Linked DNA regions of Mus musculus: all the other regions are linked to region 4. A link is a contact called in public Hi-C and HiChIP or PLAC-seq data. All regions are on one chromosome and are shown on one strand. Each heading gives the region's core, a stretch centred on a gene start, on an enhancer-like site or on the middle of the called end of the contact. The rest is flanking DNA. Distances are from core to core; before and after follow the strand shown. Region 1 has its middle 6.6 kb from the start of Gm41945. Region 2 overlaps Mgat5 (mannoside acetylglucosaminyltransferase 5). Region 3 overlaps Mgat5 (mannoside acetylglucosaminyltransferase 5). Region 4 holds the start of Mgat5 (mannoside acetylglucosaminyltransferase 5).

Evidence for each region. Hi-C and Micro-C count contacts between places; a contact is called where the count stands out from the background. HiChIP or PLAC-seq counts read pairs in DNA pulled down with a chosen protein or histone mark.
Region 1: a Hi-C map of cortical neurons shows a contact between it and region 4, with 2.2 times the contacts expected there. The contact joins the enhancer-like site here to the promoter of Mgat5 in region 4. A contact is called at or near these places in 4 of 39 promoter capture datasets (the C10 cell line, hippocampal neurons and liver), 8 of 484 Hi-C or Micro-C datasets (the HPC-7 cell line, LSK cells, cardiomyocytes and 5 more), 13 of 115 datasets of contacts at active chromatin or transcription factors (the SCID.adh cell line, T-cell acute lymphoblastic leukemia, bone marrow-derived macrophages and 10 more) and 2 of 9 other capture datasets (adipose tissue and embryonic tail).
Region 2: a contact with region 4 is called in an H3K4me3 HiChIP or PLAC-seq map of neural progenitor cells, with 40 read pairs. The contact joins the enhancer-like site here to the promoter of Mgat5 in region 4. A contact is called at or near these places in 16 of 39 promoter capture datasets (3T3-L1-derived adipocytes, the C10 cell line, the HPC-7 cell line and 9 more), 2 of 15 datasets of contacts at CTCF or cohesin (CD8 T cells and large pre-B cells), 21 of 484 Hi-C or Micro-C datasets (B cells, CD4 T cells, CD4 single positive thymocytes and 13 more), 37 of 115 datasets of contacts at active chromatin or transcription factors (the 230-238 cell line, CD8 T cells, the NIH/3T3 cell line and 27 more) and 4 of 9 other capture datasets (adipose tissue, liver, macrophages and 1 more).
Region 3: an H3K4me3 HiChIP or PLAC-seq map of the SCID.adh cell line shows a contact between it and region 4, with 30 read pairs. The contact joins the enhancer-like site here to the promoter of Mgat5 in region 4. A contact is called at or near these places in 12 of 39 promoter capture datasets (3T3-L1-derived adipocytes, the C10 cell line, the HPC-7 cell line and 7 more), 13 of 484 Hi-C or Micro-C datasets (B cells, the C2C12 cell line, DN2 thymocytes and 9 more), 34 of 115 datasets of contacts at active chromatin or transcription factors (CD8 T cells, the SCID.adh cell line, T-cell acute lymphoblastic leukemia and 23 more) and 4 of 9 other capture datasets (adipose tissue, liver, macrophages and 1 more).

What each region holds. Positions count from the first base shown.
Region 1 is chr1:127,028,838-127,033,230 of GRCm38.p6, forward strand. No RefSeq gene overlaps it. Among named protein-coding and RNA genes, the nearest start is that of Gm41945, 6.6 kb to the left of the region's middle. Within about 2 kb of position 2,949, at least 9 of the 459 cell types and tissues checked have an H3K27ac peak or open chromatin away from gene starts, as enhancers often do. A contact at or near this core is called in cortical neurons and hippocampal neurons, where this site is marked.
Region 2 is chr1:127,378,317-127,383,061 of GRCm38.p6, forward strand. It overlaps Mgat5 (mannoside acetylglucosaminyltransferase 5), which reads left to right. Exons shown (of 18, transcript NM_145128.3): 7 at 4,605-4,676. Among named protein-coding and RNA genes, the nearest start is that of Gm23734, 5.6 kb to the left of the region's middle. Within about 2 kb of position 2,670, at least 58 of the 459 cell types and tissues checked have an H3K27ac peak or open chromatin away from gene starts, as enhancers often do. A contact at or near this core is called in the CH12 cell line, the N1E-115 cell line, the NIH/3T3 cell line and 9 more, where this site is marked.
Region 3 is chr1:127,360,955-127,365,419 of GRCm38.p6, forward strand. It overlaps Mgat5 (mannoside acetylglucosaminyltransferase 5), which reads left to right. Exons shown (of 18, transcript NM_145128.3): 5 at 4,194-4,270. Among named protein-coding and RNA genes, the nearest start is that of Gm23734, 12 kb to the right of the region's middle. Within about 2 kb of position 2,982, at least 20 of the 459 cell types and tissues checked have an H3K27ac peak or open chromatin away from gene starts, as enhancers often do. A contact at or near this core is called in the N1E-115 cell line, the SCID.adh cell line, T-cell acute lymphoblastic leukemia and 2 more, where this site is marked.
Region 4 is chr1:127,202,433-127,206,788 of GRCm38.p6, forward strand. Mgat5 (mannoside acetylglucosaminyltransferase 5) reads left to right here and starts at 2,554. Exons shown (of 18, transcript NM_145128.3): 1 at 2,554-2,995.

The sequences.
Region 1 (4,393 bases), core at 1,699-4,198, 170 kb before region 4:
AGCTTATCCATTCAACAAGCCCCAGGGCTCATCTTGTCTCTTGATGCCTTCCCGATGCTGGGGTTACAGGCATGACATCATTACACTGTCTGTTTCATAGGGATGTTGGAGGTTGAGCTGCTGATGTTTGCAGGACAGCATGCACTTCACTGACTGAGCAGTAGCTACTCTGTTGAGCAGTACAAACAGCCTGGACAGGAACTGCTGAACACAGCCATCCTTCAACAGGGTTATTATGACTGTTACACAAACTCCTCCTCCCCATCAAGGAGGGTATACTGGCCACCCAGTTCAAGAAGTGGGGTGACAGGGTGAAAAACATCCCAGCCCACCCCACTCCTGACTAGGTATGGGTGGTAATTGATGTGGGCAAAGGACAAAGGCCCTAGAGGAAACTCACTAAAAAGAAGAAAAATAAGATCATCCTTAGGCAAGCAAACAGAAAACCAAACAACCTGTGATTGAGGCTGCAGGCTGGGGCAAGTCTCAGTTGGAAGCACCTTGCCTGTATCTCAAGGGAAAATCTCTCCTTACAAAAGGGTGGCTTGGTCCTGGGGTGAGAACAAATGTTTACTGAGCCCAGGCAGTTACCAAATACCTCACTAAGTTCATTCTTTATGCATAATCCTCCCAAGAGCTCTTTTCTTTCCTTGGTCTGATCATGGAAACTTCTTGTTCTCAGCCCTCTTGTTTTGTTCAGACATGGTGGTCCAGAGGTTGGTACTGGTTGGGACTTGGGACAACCAAGAGTAGTTCATTTACTCCTCTATCTCTTGGGTTTCTTCCTTCTTGAAATGCTCTCCCACCGCAGTTTCCATAGTTACAACTCCTCTCTGTCCTCCTCCATCCTCTCCCTTAGAGCCTTCTGCTCTGTGATGAATGTTTGTCTTTCTTTACTTATTTTAAAACAATAGATCTGGATGTCCAGGCAAAGGGACCTTTGAGACCCATGTTTGTTTGTTTGTGTCAGATTCATGTATCATGAGGGCTCATATATCCCAGGCAGGCTTCTCATTCACTCTGTAGTCAAGGGTGACAATGAATTCCTGATCTCCTAACCCCACCCCACCCTCAATGCTAGAATTGGAAGTGTGGGCCACCAGGGCTTGTTTATGTGGTACTGGGGATAGAACAAGAGGTCTCATGTGTGCTAGACAAGCCCTGTGCAAACTAAGCTACACCCCACAGGAGACCCATGTGCAAACTAAGCTACATCCCACAGGAGACCCATGTTTGAATCCAGATGCTACAGGAAGCACATAGGCAACAGTGAGAAACTTGGCCTCTGTGTGTGTTTGTGTGTGTGAGTATGTGTGTATACCTGAACATGTGTGTATGTGTATACATGTATACATATGTATATTTATATGTTTGCTATATATGTTTGTATATGCATTTGTGTGTATATGTATATGTGTTTCTTAAAGACAAAATGGACCTTATCCTGGAATCGTGGTATATTACTTTTAAAGGATGGTCAGAATCCTTGACTTTGTAAGGACTGGCCAGTAGGAACTCTGGTGCTAAAATCATACCATACACCATTCTACCTCTGGAACAACTTTAGCTCCAAATGCAACCTATCCCATTCTGGTCTCAGTTCACTTAAAATGTTAAGTGAACCCAAGGGGAAAACTCTAGGTATGTCTTCTCCTCCTTAGAAAAGGGAAGTCTGTGCTTGAATTGCCCACCAAGCCAATAAAAGCTGGGAAGCCTGCAGGGCCTCCCATTGCTGCTACAACAAGTTGCCACACGTTTGGAGGCTTAAACAACACAAATGTTTTTTTCTCTCGCCCACAGCTCTGGAAACCAGCGGTGCACAATCAGTCTCAGTGGGCTACAGTTAATACATAGGCAAGGCTGACTACCAACAGATTTGTATAAGTTAGGGCACCACAGATTAACTATCCAATCTCCTCTGCTCTATAAAGTTACCTGTCTGTGGAGGGATTTCCCATCATATACACAGTCCTAATGGTACTCAGATAGAAGGGGCTTGGACATACAAGCTGTGCGTCTTTTAGCAAGGTGAGAATAGACAGGAAACAGATTGTAGAACAGCACAAGAGCAAATATGTGATGGATCCTGTCTAGACAAGTAAAAATAAAAGTAGGGAGAGAAGGGGCACTGGGGATGCAACTCAATTGGTAGAGAGCTTGGCTAGCATACGGGAAATCCTGGGTTCAACCCCTAGCACCACATAAGCCAGGTGTAGCTCATGCCTGGAATCCCAGCCCTTGGGAAGTAGAGGTAAGACTGACAATACAAGATTATAACTCAGACACATGGTGAGTTCAAGGACAGCCTCGAATGCATGAGACCTATTTCAAAATAAAGATGAAGAAGAAAAGTGGTGTGTGGGCAGAGAAGGGAGAGTTCAAAAAGCAGGTGGGCTCAGCTGTGAAGGATAAAGATCTGTTCCTAACAGGTGTACCAGATGAAACTGAATTCACATCCCTAAATAAATGACTAATGCTTTAATCTAGTCCACAACCGAATTCCAGAAAAGCAAGAAATTAAATCCAGGCAGAATCAATCACTTAACCAACCATTTAGAAACCTTCATGCTTTAAGAGAACACCTACAAAGCCCCTGACCTGTGCCTAAAGCCAGCTGCATCCTGGCTTAGAAATCACAGTGAGTTCGCAGAACCTGTTTGCTTTAAAATCATACCAGGAGGGGGCAAAAGGATGTATGGGGTTTCTGGGAGAAAAAAAATAGTTATAATATTGTGGAGATAGTATAGTAGCTGAATTCACCCATCAGCCAGTCGCCCAGGGCTCTAGGTAGCTGCTTTTTAATCTCACACTGCAATATAGAACTGCAGGCTGGTGTGAAACATGAAGAAAAGGGGGGAGGGGGAGGGCAATGATTAAAGCAAGTGCAGAATAGAAAGGGAGCAAGCAGGAAGCGGCCCGTGAAGTTCCAGCTGGCTAGCCATGAGAGATCTCAGCTCTATTTGCAGTTGGAGTGGTGGACGTGTGGGTGGTGGTGGCAGTTGGGGTGGGGGCTGCCTCCCTCCCTCCCTCCCTCCCTCCTTCCCTCAACATTCCTCTTTCATGGATTCTAGGGTGGGCTCAGCACCAGGGACTGAGCAACAAACCAGTTCTGGAAGCTCAGAATGTGCAAAGATTTATATTTATATATTTCTTTTTTTCTTTCTCCAAATAGTACATGCACAAATTCTGTAAAACAGGTTTTGAGGGTGCTTGTTGTGAACAACAGCGCTTTTTAGGGAGCTACCAATGATGGATAGCTGTTCCTGTTTCTTTGGATACTAATCTGGGAGACCTCCTGGCTCACATACCAGCACACTAGTCCCTATTTCCAGGAGTTTATTAATCTGTGTGTCCTTTATCGGAAAGAGGAAGAACCATGCATGGTATGTGTGTGGTCTATAGTGTTGTCATACGTGTGATGTGGTGTGTGGTATATGCAAGTAGAGGTGGGAGGAAGACATGGAGTGGCCTGCTCTATGGATCTCTGCCTTATTCCCTTGAAACAGTCTCTACCTGAACCTAAAGATAAGATGGCATGCAGAAAATCCCAATGATCCTCCTGTCTCCTCCACCCCTAACAATGCAGAGGTTATTGGTCCATAGGGTGTTGGGCCTTAAGTCCTCCTGCTTGTGAAGCCCATGCTCTTACCCAGTGAGCCATCTCCCCTGTGTCTCATGTAGTCAGAATTGACCTTGAGCTTCTGATTCTCCTGCCTCCGTGTTGAAAGTGCTGGGACTGCAGATACGCACCACAATGCCCAGTTTATGTGATGCTAGAGATTGAACTCAGGCCTTCACAAATGCTGAGCAAGCACTTCATAAACTGAGTTACATCCCCAGCCCCTACTTTTCAGTTCTTTCAAATAATCTACCTGTTATTGAATGTGGTAGGAAACCATGGATATGGTACCTACACAGGCCCTGACAGACAATCCAACGAGTTTAGTCTGAACTTTGAACCAAACTTTGCATGGTCGCAGGTGGCACTGTTGCCAATATTGCTTTCTTTGTCTTCTCTGTCTTCTCAAAAAAAAAACAAAACAAAACAAACAAACAAAAAACAAAACAAACAAACAAACAAAAAACCGGTTTCATCACCTGGCTAAGTGGAGTTCTCAGAATCTGATTTGCTTCTGCAAGGGAACCCTGTCATTTGGGCATGACATTGTGCTGTCCTTTTAACTCTCAGAAGTTGTGACCTGCACAAGACTGGGAGCCTTCATGACCTGACATAGAGTTGGGGAGGGATTCATAATGTTCCACCCTCCCCAGGATTTATAGACCACTAATAGTTGCTGAGAAAGAGGCATTTTCCCCAGTGGTACAGACACCCTAAAGTCTTCCTGACAAACCAAAGTTCCATTCATCATAGTTAACCAAGTAAATTTTTGGG
Region 2 (4,745 bases), core at 1,420-3,919, 180 kb after region 4:
TCCCAGCCTCTCCTGTTAGTGTTGACAGCGTCCTGCTTCCTCCTTTCACCTCCCTCCAGCCCTCTGGGCATCTGTCAGCAGCTTCTTTTTCCTTGAGTGCAACGACTCTTCGATACTGTGGATCTTGAAAAAAAAAACCAGCCTGACCCAGTTAGAACTTTTAGGAACTCATACTGTTTTGATTCACCAGCCTCCTGACAAAACCGAAAAAACCTATTCAGTTCACAGAGGTCTAAATCACCAGGAGGTATGTCAAAATTGTTTTATTTTATGTCTCATCTCTAAAGAAAGCGATGTATAGAGCCCTGTCCTCTGAATATCCATTAGTGTTCCGAGGTTCCGGGCCAGCAAGGCTTCTCTGTCTTGCTCTGCCGCCTCTTCATCTTGCAGCCTGTGGCTAGTGCACTGAAGAGATTAGTTTGTGTCTAAAGAGTTTGCCTTCAGCTTGAACGTGATCTAAGAGCTGCTACTGCCTTATCGAGTCCCGGATGTGTTACCATGAGTTCAGACGGTTTTCCATCTTGCGTTGTGTGCACCTGTTTGTGAGTGTGTACCTGTCTGAGTTGTGAGCCAGGAGGTGGCATGTTCCTGTCACTCTCCACCTTAGTTTTTGGGACGGGATTTCTCGCTGAAACTAGAGCTTGCTGATTCAGCTAGACTGGCTAGGATGCCTCCTGTCGGTACCTTCTCTGCACTGATGTCACAGGCACATACTGACTGACACACCGGGATACGTAACATGAGCTCCAGGGATCAAACTCAGGACCTCACCCATGAGTAGCAAAGCTTTTTAGCCACCGAGCTGTCTCCCAAATCCTGTTTCCAATTGTTTACCGTGGTAAACTCCAGGCTGCCTTTGATGAGTTGTTGCTTCTGAGAGGACTGTGTGCCTGTAAGATTGGAGAGGTAAAGGAGAATGAGCTGCAGTGGCCTCTGCACTGAGGGCCACATGCAGTGAAAAGCCACAACTGAGATGTGTGGCCGAGGCAGCCATGGTGGAGATGTCTGGAGGCAGCCATAGGAACCAGGGACTCTGGGAGCCAGCCTGAGAGGAGCTCTTCCGAACAGTTCCTGTCAACGCAACTCCTATGAGTCAGGGAGTGGGCTCCTCCTGGGGTCAGCTTCATTGATAGGCTGTTACACTGGTGGGCCAAGCTCATTAAGTGACACTGGATGCATCAGATAGAAACTGTAGTTACGTATCAGGAGGTAGAGTTGTCAGCTACAAGCAGTTTCCCTGCATGTTCATTGTGGTGCTTTTATTTAGGAAAGTGTTGCCCTGTGGAAGACAGTTTGCTCATTTCTTGAGTTATTACCAGCTCTGGCCTTCCTCCAATCCTGGTAATCCTCTGAGGTTCCAGGGAAAGGAAAAAAAAATTTTTTTTGTTTTCCCTCTTATTCCCACAGGATAATTGGTTTACATATAATTTAATTATTCCATCAACTAGTTATCCCATCCTTGCGGTGGAAAACAACCTCAGCCCACTCTCCCTTTGTGGGTTAAGGTCTTTATCTATTTTTCCACCATTCCAATCTCATGCAGAGCTGAAATTTCTGCCTAAAAGCTCAATTGGACCACTCTATTTTCCATATTTGCAGAGATGTCCTTGGAGGCAGCAAAGGAGTAGCTAGTGATTTAGAGAAAGAAGAACTAAGAAAAACGGTCAGCTCACAAAAGGAATTACAGCCTTGAGAGTTCTCAAGTGAAGTCCTATTCTAAATCACCTTGGACTGACTATGTTTTCATCAGAGTGAGACCTGAGGGTGGAGGGATGTGAGGGAGGGCATTAGCCATATCCGGGCACACCACAGTTGGTGGTGGTTTTCTTTATTCCTCGTCTTGCTTCATCTTTTCCTATTATATTCTTCATGGGGAGATATTTTTTTCTTATCCTGACAGGTTCCTATATAGGCTTCACTTATCCAGGGACTGTGGAGATGTCCTGTCAGTCAGGCATCTGCTGCTCACACAGGAGGATCTGAGCTGGGCTCTCCAGCACCTACATAAGCCGCTGACTCCAGGGCCTGCACCTGCAGCGCTAGAGCAGGGCAGGCAAAACAGGTGGCTCCCTAGAGCTTGCTGCCCGGCTGAATGAATGAGCCCCAGGTTCACTTACAGAAAGAAAAGGGGGGAGGGGGAGGGAGGGGGAGGGAGGGAAGGAGAGAGAGAGAGGGAGAGAGAGAGAGAGAGAGAGAGAGAGAGAGAGAGAGAGAGAGAGGATGAAGAGTAATGGAGGAAAACATCCAACATCAACTTCTATCATCTGCATGCATGCACATGTGCACACATCTACATATACAGACACACAAACAGGGAAACATACATATATCACATAACAAAGACAATTCAAGTGGGTGAGGATAAAAGTAATTTTTAAAAATGAACTTAGTTGTGTATTTATTTGTAAGGGTTCTTGACATCATGCTGTGTGTGTGTGTGTGTGTGTGTGTGTACATACATAACACTTACATGCATGGCTGAAGGTCTAGCAGTCAAGCCCAGGACCCATCTGAAGCTTTTGTATTATAAATCTGCTTCGTAGGGATGTTTTATTGAGTCCATTTACTAAAACTGAATTGGTGCCAAGTGAATCAGTCTGGCCCAAGAGCAGGAAGCACGGATGTGTGTGGCGTCCCTGGGACTGGCTGAAACGCTGGGCTTAGTCAGGCTGCTCTTCTGCTCCCTTTTCCTGAGCGGTGGAGCTGTGTCTGGTGCCTTTCGTAGTCACCCTGGTGAAGGTCCACGGTGATTTAAGCCGTGGGCCTCAGGCAGCTTAGTATTCTCTCTTTTTATGAGTGAAGGCATTGCACTTTCCCCAGGGGGAGAGTTTCTGAGTAAGCGCGGTCACTCACAAACAGTCACCCAAGTCTAATTTTACTCCACAAGAAGGGGGAATCTTGCACTTTCCCTGCCACCCCTGAAGCCTTGCTGCCCTGAGCTCAGCTGCTTTCTCACCAACAGCAGATGGCTTTATGCAAATATGGCCAGTTATTTTCGGTCACAGTAAATACCACCTCGCATTATGAGTAACTTCTAGATTACTGAAACTGACATGTTTCTTTGAAAACCTACCCAAACCTGAAAGACAGATTTTCTTTTTTTTCTGATTGATCTGCCAACCCAAAAGACTACAGTTCCCCTGAGTCAGTGACTTCCTAAACGATGCTCCTCTGTAAAATCTTACCTGCCGCCCTAACTGAAGAACAGTGATTTCTGGTGCCAGTTCTTGAGCCATCCTTAGTGATGTTGTATGAGTTAATAAAGGGATAACCATGCCAGCACTGAGATTTTGTAGCTATTTTAGATAAAGAGGCCAAATGTCAGAGTCACCCAATGGATTTCTTGTTTTTCCTTTCCTAGAATTTTTTATTTTAATTTTGCATGTGAGATCAGCTCCCTTGGAAGCCAGAAGAAGGGGTCAGATCCCCTGGAGCAGGGGTTCCAGGTAGTTGTGAGCTGCCCCATGTGGGTGATGGGAGAACTGAGCTGTGTCCTTTGTGAGTTCTTCAGTCTCTCTTAACATCTGAGCCATGCCTTGAGCTCCTTCCTAACAATGATTGCTTAATAATTGCTAATTGCTAATCAATAATTATTAATCAACTATTATTAATTAATCAATTATTAATCTCTGGTAGCTTTTCTTGAAGAAATATATATAAGCCCAGTCTTTCTCCTCCTTCCTTTCTTCCTCCCCCCAACAGTCAGGTGTGTTCAGCCTGTGCCTGTAAGCCACAGATGCTCAAGAGAACTGTGAATGCAAGCTCACACAAAATTATAGACTTGCTTAAAGCATTATGGAGTGTGTGTGTGTGTGTGTGTGTGTACTTTGTAGTTGCCTTAATGTTAGAAGGTTGGACACAGCTTGTGTGCAGACAGACCCTTCTGTGGAAGAACTCTTGTAAGATCACTGAATAGATATGTAATCCATTTCTATTTTGCTGTTGTTAGAGACAGGGTCTCTTGTAGTTCAAGCTGGCCTAGAACTTGTTATATAGCCTAGAACATCTGATCTACCTGCTGTCACAACCTGGGTACTGGCATGACCAGTGTGAGCCACCAGTCCTGCATTACCCATCTTATTTCTTGAGGCAGTGTCAGGCAAATACCCAGAAAACAAACCTTGACTAATTAGCATTAAACTATGGTTTGCATTCCTGATCCTCAAAGCAGAGAATAATTTTTTTTGGCCTGAATGCCATCTGTTCCCTTTAGACACACCTGAGCTGATCACAAATCATCTGTGTCCACTTGCTGAAGGGTACACGGTGACTCCTTCACACTGCCATGCCCCTGCATAAGTGTTCAAATCTTTTAACCTCTTGACAGAGGACACTTCTTCCCTCTTATGGAAGAGTAGGGATTAGTTGAGGAAGAAGTCACTCCCTGTAACATAGAACAGGTTCTTAAGACCTTGGCTGAAGGTTTCTGCACCTTAGAGGGCACCTACATCTGGCAGGAGTTTGGTTCCTATCTGGATAATAATATCCCGTATAAACACCATGTTCCTTGTGCGTTGGAAGTGGTTCTCAGCCCTCTTCTTAGCCGTTTGTGTCCACTGAAAGATGAACCAATATACTTAGTGTTTCTGATTTATCTCTTTCAGGTTGAAAATTGGTGTCCTCGTTTACCTTGGAGAGCAAAAAATCCCTATGAAGAAGCTGATCATAACTCATTGGTAAATGACTTTGGAACTCTTCTTCCACTTGTGCGTTTAGGTCTGATGTTAAGTGAGATACACACAGCA
Region 3 (4,465 bases), core at 1,732-4,231, 160 kb after region 4:
GCCTTTAGCCTGCAGTGCCTGCTCTGCTGTCCTGCCATAGTTCTTCCCATGCTACCCCGCATCCGTCCTAGGCTCTAATCATCTCCCCTCTCCACCCTCTTAGGCCTGGAGGGTTGGCTGCTTGTCTCCATTCATAGGGCTGGGATTATCCTCAGTAAAGCTCTCTGGTTTTGGAACACACATCAAACTACCTTCCCCTTCTCTGGCCTGTCCCTCTTCTGCAGCATCCCTTGCCTGATTTCCCTGCTGACTAGTGCTTAGAAGCGTAATTAGGCAGATAATCCTGCAGGAAGCTAAGAACAGAGTACATGACAAAAGGAACAATAAGTAGTCAGGGATGGTTTGGGCTAAATTGTTTTGGGGAATCTTTTTTGTTTATATATGTTTGTGTCCTGTGCATGCATATGTATGTGTGTTTTCACCTGTGTGTTAGCATACACACGCGTGTGCACGCTTGTGGAGGTAAGAGGTTGATACCACACATCTTCATCGGTTGCTCTCCAGCTTGTGGTTTGAGGCGGAGCCTCTCTCTTGAAGCCAGTTGAGCCCACCAGTTTGGCTACTGTAGCTACAGGATGCTCTGGGAATGCCCTGTCTCTTCTGCCCCCACACCACTAGCAACAGAGGCAGGCCGTCACATCTGCCTGGCATTTACGTGGGTGCTGGGAACCTGAACTCTGGTCTTCACTCTTGTGCCGCAGTTGCTTTTCACCCTGAACCATCTCTCCAGGCCCCTGTATGGCAATGTGTTTTCATGTAAATTTCTGTTCAGTTTTATAGTATTTGCACACAGGTAATGCCCTAGCTTTGAGTTCTTACTTAGCAAGTCCAGGAGGCCATCGAAGGTGCCTTTCTAAGCAGAATACTATTTGGTCGGTTTACCCCACACTCTCTCTGCTCATGTTTCCTATACAGAGTATGAATGAAGTGACTGTGGTGTGTGCCTGTGAATACTAGACACAGTTGGGTAGAAAGAATCCTGATCTAGAAGGAAAATCTGTGCTGGAGAGATGGCTCAGTGCGCTTGCCACACGATCATGAGGACCAGTGTATGTCTCTTATGCCAGTGTTCCTGCAGCAAGATTAGGGGTGGAGACAGAGTCCCCAGAAACTCAGGAATAAGTTAGTCTGGCATTACACAGCAGTGGATGAGAGACCCTGTTTCAAACAAGACAGAAGATGAGTACTGACACCTGGGGTTGCCCTCTGACCTCCACGTGCCATGCTTGGTGTGTAAATGTTCACACACGCAGAGCCACACTCACACACGTGCATACCCCCAAAGGATAAAGCTTTATGGTAGAGATTCATGGTGCCTTCAAAAGAGGAAGGGCTTCATGAGTTTGATTTGTTTCCTCATTGAACTAGGGATCTTTTTCATCTCTCCAGGCTCTAGTTTTAGGAATCAGAAAAGGCAGAGGGTCAGCATATATGCTTGTGGGGAGTCTCCTGTAAAGTATGAGGCAGATGGTGCTTCCACTCTTTCAGCTAAAATCTAGAAAAACTAATAAAATACAAGACATGTGTTTCAAAGTGCTGTAGAAGTTGATAGGATGCTATTTGAAAAATAAAAATAAAAAGAGCGCCATTGGAGAGAATCATATAGCAGATTCAAGCTGATCTCACAGATACACCATGCTCTCTCTCATTGTGGTTCTACATTTCATACAGATACAGAACATCATGTATGTATGTGTATGCATATGAGATATGAAATAAAGCTACAGCGAGGGGAAACATGATGAGAGTTAAGTAAATAACTTAAAAAAAAAAAATCCCATCATTTCAAAATAGAAACTCTGACTTGGGAACCCTTTGGATTTGGGATATTCTGTTAGGAATGTACAACCTAATGTCAAGCCTGTGAACATATAAAGAACTGTGAAGTCTGAACCAGGGGTCTCAAGCATCTTAAACAAGGGACACTCAATCTGTGTGACTCCGAAGGGGCTGCAAGTAGATTTTGTGGATTAGCTACACCTTGGTTTCCCCGGCCCTTTGGGAGCAGACAGCTTCCTGTGACCTTGAGATCTTCTGCAGAGATTAAGTGATGTGCTGGTTGGTTGGTGCACTTCAGCTTCACACAAAGCTAGGCAGATCTGGGAAGAGAGAATTAAGGAAATGCCTCCATAAGATTGGCTTGTTGGAGCCGGGCGTGGTGGCGCATGCCTTTAATCCCAGCACTCGGGAGGCAGAGGCAGGCGGATTTCTGAGTTCGAGGCCAGCCTGGTCTACAGAGTGAGTTCCAGGTCAGCCAGGATGACACAGAGAAACCCTGTCTCAAAAAACAAAAACAAAAACAAAACAAAACAAAAACAAACAAAAAAGATTGGCTTGTTGGGATGCCTATGTGCTCTTGTCTTAATTAAGGATGGATGTGGTGTGAAGGTGGCCCTAGGTTGTAGGAGAAAGCAGCCAGCACAAGTCATGAGGGTCATGCAAGCCAGTAAGCAATGTTCATTCGTGGCTCTGTTTCAGCCTCTTCCTCCAGGTTCCTGACCTACTTGAATTCCAGCCTTGGCTTCCTTTTGGGCCGAGAGCCAAATTTGGGGTTGATCATGTTGTTTTATCACAGCAGCATAAAAGTAACTAAAACATCTGTCTGAGACTTCGTTGTAGAAATTCACTTTTCTCCATGGTGTGAAATAGGCCTAGACAAAGTTTTTCCAAATAGAGAATAAGTTGTATTGAGTCATTTCTAACAGGAGATGATCTTTCACCTTGAGCAGTTCCCTCTGATTTACTTATAGGTTCTTACAGCCAAGCTGGCAGAGGAAAGTGCTTGCAAGAGCTGTATCTCCAGGCCAGATGTCGAGATCGCTGGCTTCTGGCTGGTGCCAAGCACTGGGCCAGTGGCGGAGCTTGCATGGACTCCCTCTGCAGGGGCCATCTGATAAGATGGCCACGTGTTCCTATCAGGTGTACAAGGAGAAACGCTGCCTTGTTGTACATACAAAACAGCTGCTGGAGACTCTTTATCTTTTAAGAGGAAGTACGTACGAGGTACCAGGGGCAGAGTGTCACCCTCCCTCCTGAAGATGCTTATCCTGGCTGTTGGCAGCAGAGCTAGATAGGAAGATTTGGCTCAGTTTCCAGTGGGAGGACAGACAGATGGCCATAGTTCCCAAAGTTTAGGGGCGGGGATTGTAAGCTCATTTTTGTCTGTTCTTCTCACCGCCCCTTTAAAACCACGATGGGAAGATAACCAGGTACTTTTAACCTATCAGATGCCATTCAGTTCTAAATAAAAGTCAAGGTGATTGGGTTCTTAAAATGAACCGTTGCAGAGTCTGGAGAGGTGATCATGGGGAAATGCTTACAAAGATCTGTCTAATCCCCACTATGGTAGGAAGCCACATGTGTTGGCACATACTTGTAATCCCAGCACTAGGGAGGTAGAGGCAGGAAGAACCCTGGGACTTGCTGGACAGCCAGCCTAGCCTATGCAGTGAGTTTCAGGCCAGTGAGAGACCATATCTCAATAAAATAAAACAAAAACTATGGAATGTTCCTGAGGAATGTCACATGAGATTGTTCGCTAGCCTCCCCTGCATGCACGTATGAGCACAAGCAGATGGGGGGCGGGGTGAAGAGTGACTGTCATAGATGCTGACATACCTTTCTTTGTAAGGACTGCTAAGATCCCAGAAAATCTCCTTGTTGATGGCATGGCCCCAGTCATAGTTAGGGTTTCTATTGTGTGAAGAGACACCATGACCACAACAACTCTTATAAAGGACACCATTTAACTGGGGCTGGCTTGCAGTTCAGAGGTTCAGTCCATTATTGTGGTGGCATGCAGGCAGATGTGGTGCTGGAGAGGTAGCTGAGAGTTCCACATCCGGATCTGCAGGCAGCACCGACAGTGAGCCACTGGACCTGGCTTGAGCCTCTGAAACCCCAGAGCCCACCCCAAGTGATGCACTTCCTCTAACAAGGCCCCATCTCCAATGATGCTGCTCCCTGTGAGTCCGTGGGGGCCATTTTCATTCTTACCACTACTCCCCTGACTCCCAGCAACAGTGTTCTGCTGTGGTGGCAGCCATACCTGTAGCTGGAGGGGTTGCATGGATCAGAACCTTGCCTCCACGGAGAACTCTCTATTTCAGTTTGTCCTTCAGCCTACGTGGACTGTGATGTTGGGCTTCTGTGTTATGGTTCTCATGGTTTCTTTTGTTTCCCATTTTTTGCAGATATCATTAATGGAGTTCAGGAAAAATGTGTATTGCCTCCTATGGATGGCTACCCCCACTGCGAGGGGAAAATCAAGGTAAAGTAGAAGTTATGTCTGTTCATCCCAACACCCTCCATCGTTTTCCGCTCCCAAAGATGCCAGTGGGCTTCTGAGCCTTGAAGCGAATCCTTTCTAGACCGTTTCTGTCCTATTAGTGGTAGCCCTTCTCTGCCACTCCCGTGGGATGCAGGTCAGCAGTAGCTGTCAGCAGTCAGGCTGAGAACCTGGACC
Region 4 (4,356 bases), core at 1,304-3,803:
ATAAGCCAAATGAGCTCTTTCCTACAAAGCTGTATTTGCTCATGGCATTAGTCATAGCAATAAGAGGAAACTAGAATTCTGCCCCAATTGCACAGGGCCCTGTGGTCTTGGGAGACACCAGGGTATATAGATTAGATTCACCGAAGGGTTAATATACGCAGACTAGATAACTTCGAGGAAGTCACCGTCCAGGCTGGGGTGTGGCTGATTTGAGATCAACTTTTTTTATTGGTTCTGGGGATGAACTAGCCACCACTAGTTCATTTTGCCACCACTGTCCTCTCTGCAAGGAAGAGTCCCTTTTGCAATTATTCAGATAGTATATTCAGTCCCTTGGTATGTACATGTTCCTGTGGAGGTCAGAGGTCAACCTTAGGTGTTATTTCATAGATGCCCACTTTATTTATTGAGGCAGGTTCACTTACTTTTACCTGGAACCCTCCAAGTTGGCTATGCTTGCTGGCCAGCAAGCTACAGGGATCCATCTGTCTCCTGGGCCCCAGTGCTGGGATTACAAGCATGCTCCACAAAGCCTGGTTCTTTACATATGGGTTCTAGGGATGGAATTCAGGTCTTCCTGATCACACAAGCAAGCACTCTACTGACTGAAGCATCTCCCCAGCTCCAGTAAATTAATGCTTTTACTCTATCGAAAGAACAATTGAAGTAATATTAATTTCTCCCTAAGAACATGCAATATATTTATGTAAATGAAAAGAATAGATAAGAGAGATTATGCATATGTGTACATATGAATTTACTATTTTACTTATATCATATTTTATTTCTTTATATATGTATGTGCTTTGGGTTAAAGAATCTGAAATAACTATATAGAATATCCTCTATAAAGTTTAAGTGATGAATGTCTTTCAGACAACCAGGTTGGTACAGTTAGGAACGGTCTGGTCCATGGGACTTGGCTTTCTAAAGAATCTATTATGATTATAATCTATAACCAGCACAGAAAGTCCTGGCCACCAGATGTCACCATTTTTCTTGAGACACTTTTTTTGGCTTGCAAGGAAGAATGCCTCAGAATATTCCTAGGGTTTCCAGAAAAGCTCATCCTGTGCACCCCAATTTCCTCGGTGTCCTTGGACCCCACTTGGACTGTCTCTGACACCTGGAAGCTCTTCTGATCCAGAAGTAGCCCAGCCTCTTCCTCCAGGTGGATGTTAAAGAAGGGCTGATTTCATTTGTGTACATTCCCAGGGTGCTCCAAGCAGGAGACAACACCACAGGTGTGTTCTATGAAGGACCTGGGTGTCAAGAGCTCTTACTCACTGGCTGTGTAGCCGAGAGGGCTACTTCACAAAACGCAGAAGAGGAACTAAATTGTTTCTAGTGTTAAAAAAAAAAATCCAAAATTCTATAATCCCCAGGTTTAAAATAATTCTGCCGGGGATGTGGAGGGGGGCAAGTTAGGGTGAAATTAGCCTAAGAACGGAGCTGTGAAACAAGGTTGAAGAAATTCTGCAGGATAAACCCTTCTACTGTAACTGGATATAGCGATGGCTCACAGGAGCAGAACTTCCTGTCATTTACACCCCGGGTAATCCATCAGTCCACCCTCCTTCCATTCCAGACAACACTTAACCAGGATCTATAATGCTCCGTGATGTAAATGCACGGCCAGCTCCCTGGAGGGTGGCCGATTGAATATTGCTTGCTAGTCAGTGTTTCATTGTGGTGCCCTCAGGGCAGGAGATGTGTTTTATTTCTGTTTGAATTTACAAGAGTACGGTGTTAAGCTGTCCAGGCTGCTCATAAAACGCAGACTGAGCAGAGAAAAAGAAGCACATTAGAAAAATTGTGTGCCTACTGTGTACCAGTCACTGCCAAACCCTTTACAAATATTTCATTACATTTTCACAATAATGTCATGGAGCAGCCGTTATTGCCCTCATTAATAGAGCCGCTAAGAGGATCCGGATAAATGACTTGCTCAGGGTCACCAAAGCCAAGGGTGTGATGCTTGTAATTCCTGTACTCAGGAGATGGAGGCAAGAAGATCCAGAGTTCGAGGGTATGCTCTGTTAAAAGCAAGTTCATCGAGGCCAGTCTGGGTTAGGTAAGACTGCACCACCCCCCCCCCCCCCCATCACAAAATAAACAAATACAAATCTGTTCAGTTAAAAAAAAAAAGACACGGGACAGAAATTCCTACTGTTTTTGCCAATCTACTCTATAAAGTATAAAAATGGAGCTCAGGGCGTTTGTTAAAAGTTGGCAAGACCCCCTAAACAGTTGAGCCCGCCATCTCCTCCCCACTGGTTTCACTCCTGAAAGGTCCCTGTCCTGAGGAGGCCCAGAGACCATCACTCTGGAGAATGCACTGTATGTAACAGTAATTGTACCCTGCCCCTGACCTTGCTAGAGTATTATTTACTCAGCTCCCTCGGTCTAGCTCTCTGCCTGTTTCTCCTTGGGCTGCGGAATGGAGCGGCTTCAAGTCCTCCTGTACAGGGTCTAGAGTTTGCAGACGATCCCCGAGAAGCCGAGGCGTTCCGAATTGGCTGAGCGCTCTGCCGGGGTGGGCGGGGAATTTGCGGAACGTCCGTGGCCCGGAATCCCTTTGCCTTGGAGAGCGGCGCGAGCCTAGAAGCTGAGAGAAGTTGGGTAGGTCGATCCGGGAAGGGTAGCAGAAACCTCGAAAAGATCTCCTAACCATTCTGTCCTGATCGTTTGGACTCAGGAGGAACGTCCCTGCTTGCGTCTAGGGGCGGAAGGTGGACGCGCTGCGCACGGCCCCGACAGGGCTGGTAGTTTTCAGACCGTCCCTGCCGAGGCCCGCTCGCCCGGCAGCCCTGCGGCTCCCGCGGTGGCGGCGGCGGCCCCAGGCTCGATCTAGCCCAGGTAGCCGCATCTCAGTCTCAGGGGGCGCTCTGACCCCGCTCCTGGCTGTGCCTGGGACCTCTGTTCCTGGAGCAAGGCTGCTGGAGAGTGAACCCGACTGCTACTGATGGTGCTTCTGCTGCTCCCCTACTAGCAGGTAAGAGCTGCTGCAGGGTCGAGCGATCGATTCAGAAGCTCGCCATCCCCCTTCGGGGAGATGCACGGACTGTGGATCGCGGGGGGACGCGTGGGGGATGTTAGGGGAGATGAGGCAGCCCTTATCCGGCCCAACGCTGACACCGGGGGCTGCGTGGGTGGATGTTCTGGCCGTGTTTGATTTGGGACGGGGGTGGGAACCCCAGAGTACAACCGAGGGACCCGCTTGGAGGGTCCACCACCTGCTCAGAGGCATCCCCTCTCATGGGACCCCGAAGATCTTCTCTAGCCTCTGAGGCTTTTAGGCTTCCAAGGAACTGTCCAGAAGGGGCTCGGGTGGCGTGGGCTGGAGGCGAGAAGCTGAGATTGGCATTTTGGACGCTGGGACCGCGATGAAACCAGAAACCAGGATGCCAGCGTGGGCCGGGCTAGGGTCCTGGGGATCCGAGAGCTCAGCGTGAGATGTGCCTTGAGCCAGTTGGAAGGAAGAATGAAGAGTGGGACCCCAGGTCCCTGGGGAGAAGGGATATAAAGATCCAAAGCTCCAGGCTGAAAGGTCAAGAAGACCCTTCGTAACCTAGAGAGCCTTAGGGACAGCCCGCCCCGGCCGCGATCCTGCCGGCGTGCACCCACGACTGGGAGATGGCAGAGGCTGCGGGATGTAAGGGCGACACCCGCGTACACACTCCCCCAGAGCATGCTCAGTGCGGTCCTGGGAACTTCCTGCCGAGTCGCCAGGCCAGCCTCTTTGGTCCCCTTTGGGGCCGCAGCTCGCTAAATTGGGGGTAGGGGGTGTGCGAGTGGGGAATCTCTGTACCCTCTTGTTCACCCTTTCTCGTCCCTCGGCCTCTGCCTGGCCTGTGACGGGCACCAGGGTTCTGCTTTCCAGAGCCACTCTGGCCTCTGGAGACGGGGGCGTGGATGTCATACCCTTGCTCCCTGAGGGTGGAAGACCAGAGGCCTGGTGACGCGTCGGTCTGCCAGGTGGACCCACTCTCAGGGAACGCAGGGCGCTCAGTCGCGCCCATTTACTCTGTGATGGGAGCAGGTTGGGTGGAAGGGGGTGTGTGAGCCCGACAACATTCGCGCGCTCCCAGTCGATGTCACACACAAAGCCACCGCAGGGAAAGAGGGAAGGGGTGGCGCTTGTATTTTTTTGTTCAGTGGCTTTTGGAGCACTCTTGAGCTGTGTGTGTGTGTGCCTGTGCGCGCGTGTGTGTGTGTGTAAGTGTGTAAGTGTAAGACCCAGAGGATGCCTTCTGATTTGCTGAGGTTGCCTGGTCTGGATCTAGAGCTCAGTAATTCCTGGCAGTAGTTTCCAGGCCTCGGCTTGGTGTTTGAATCTGGTCCTGGGTGCCTCTG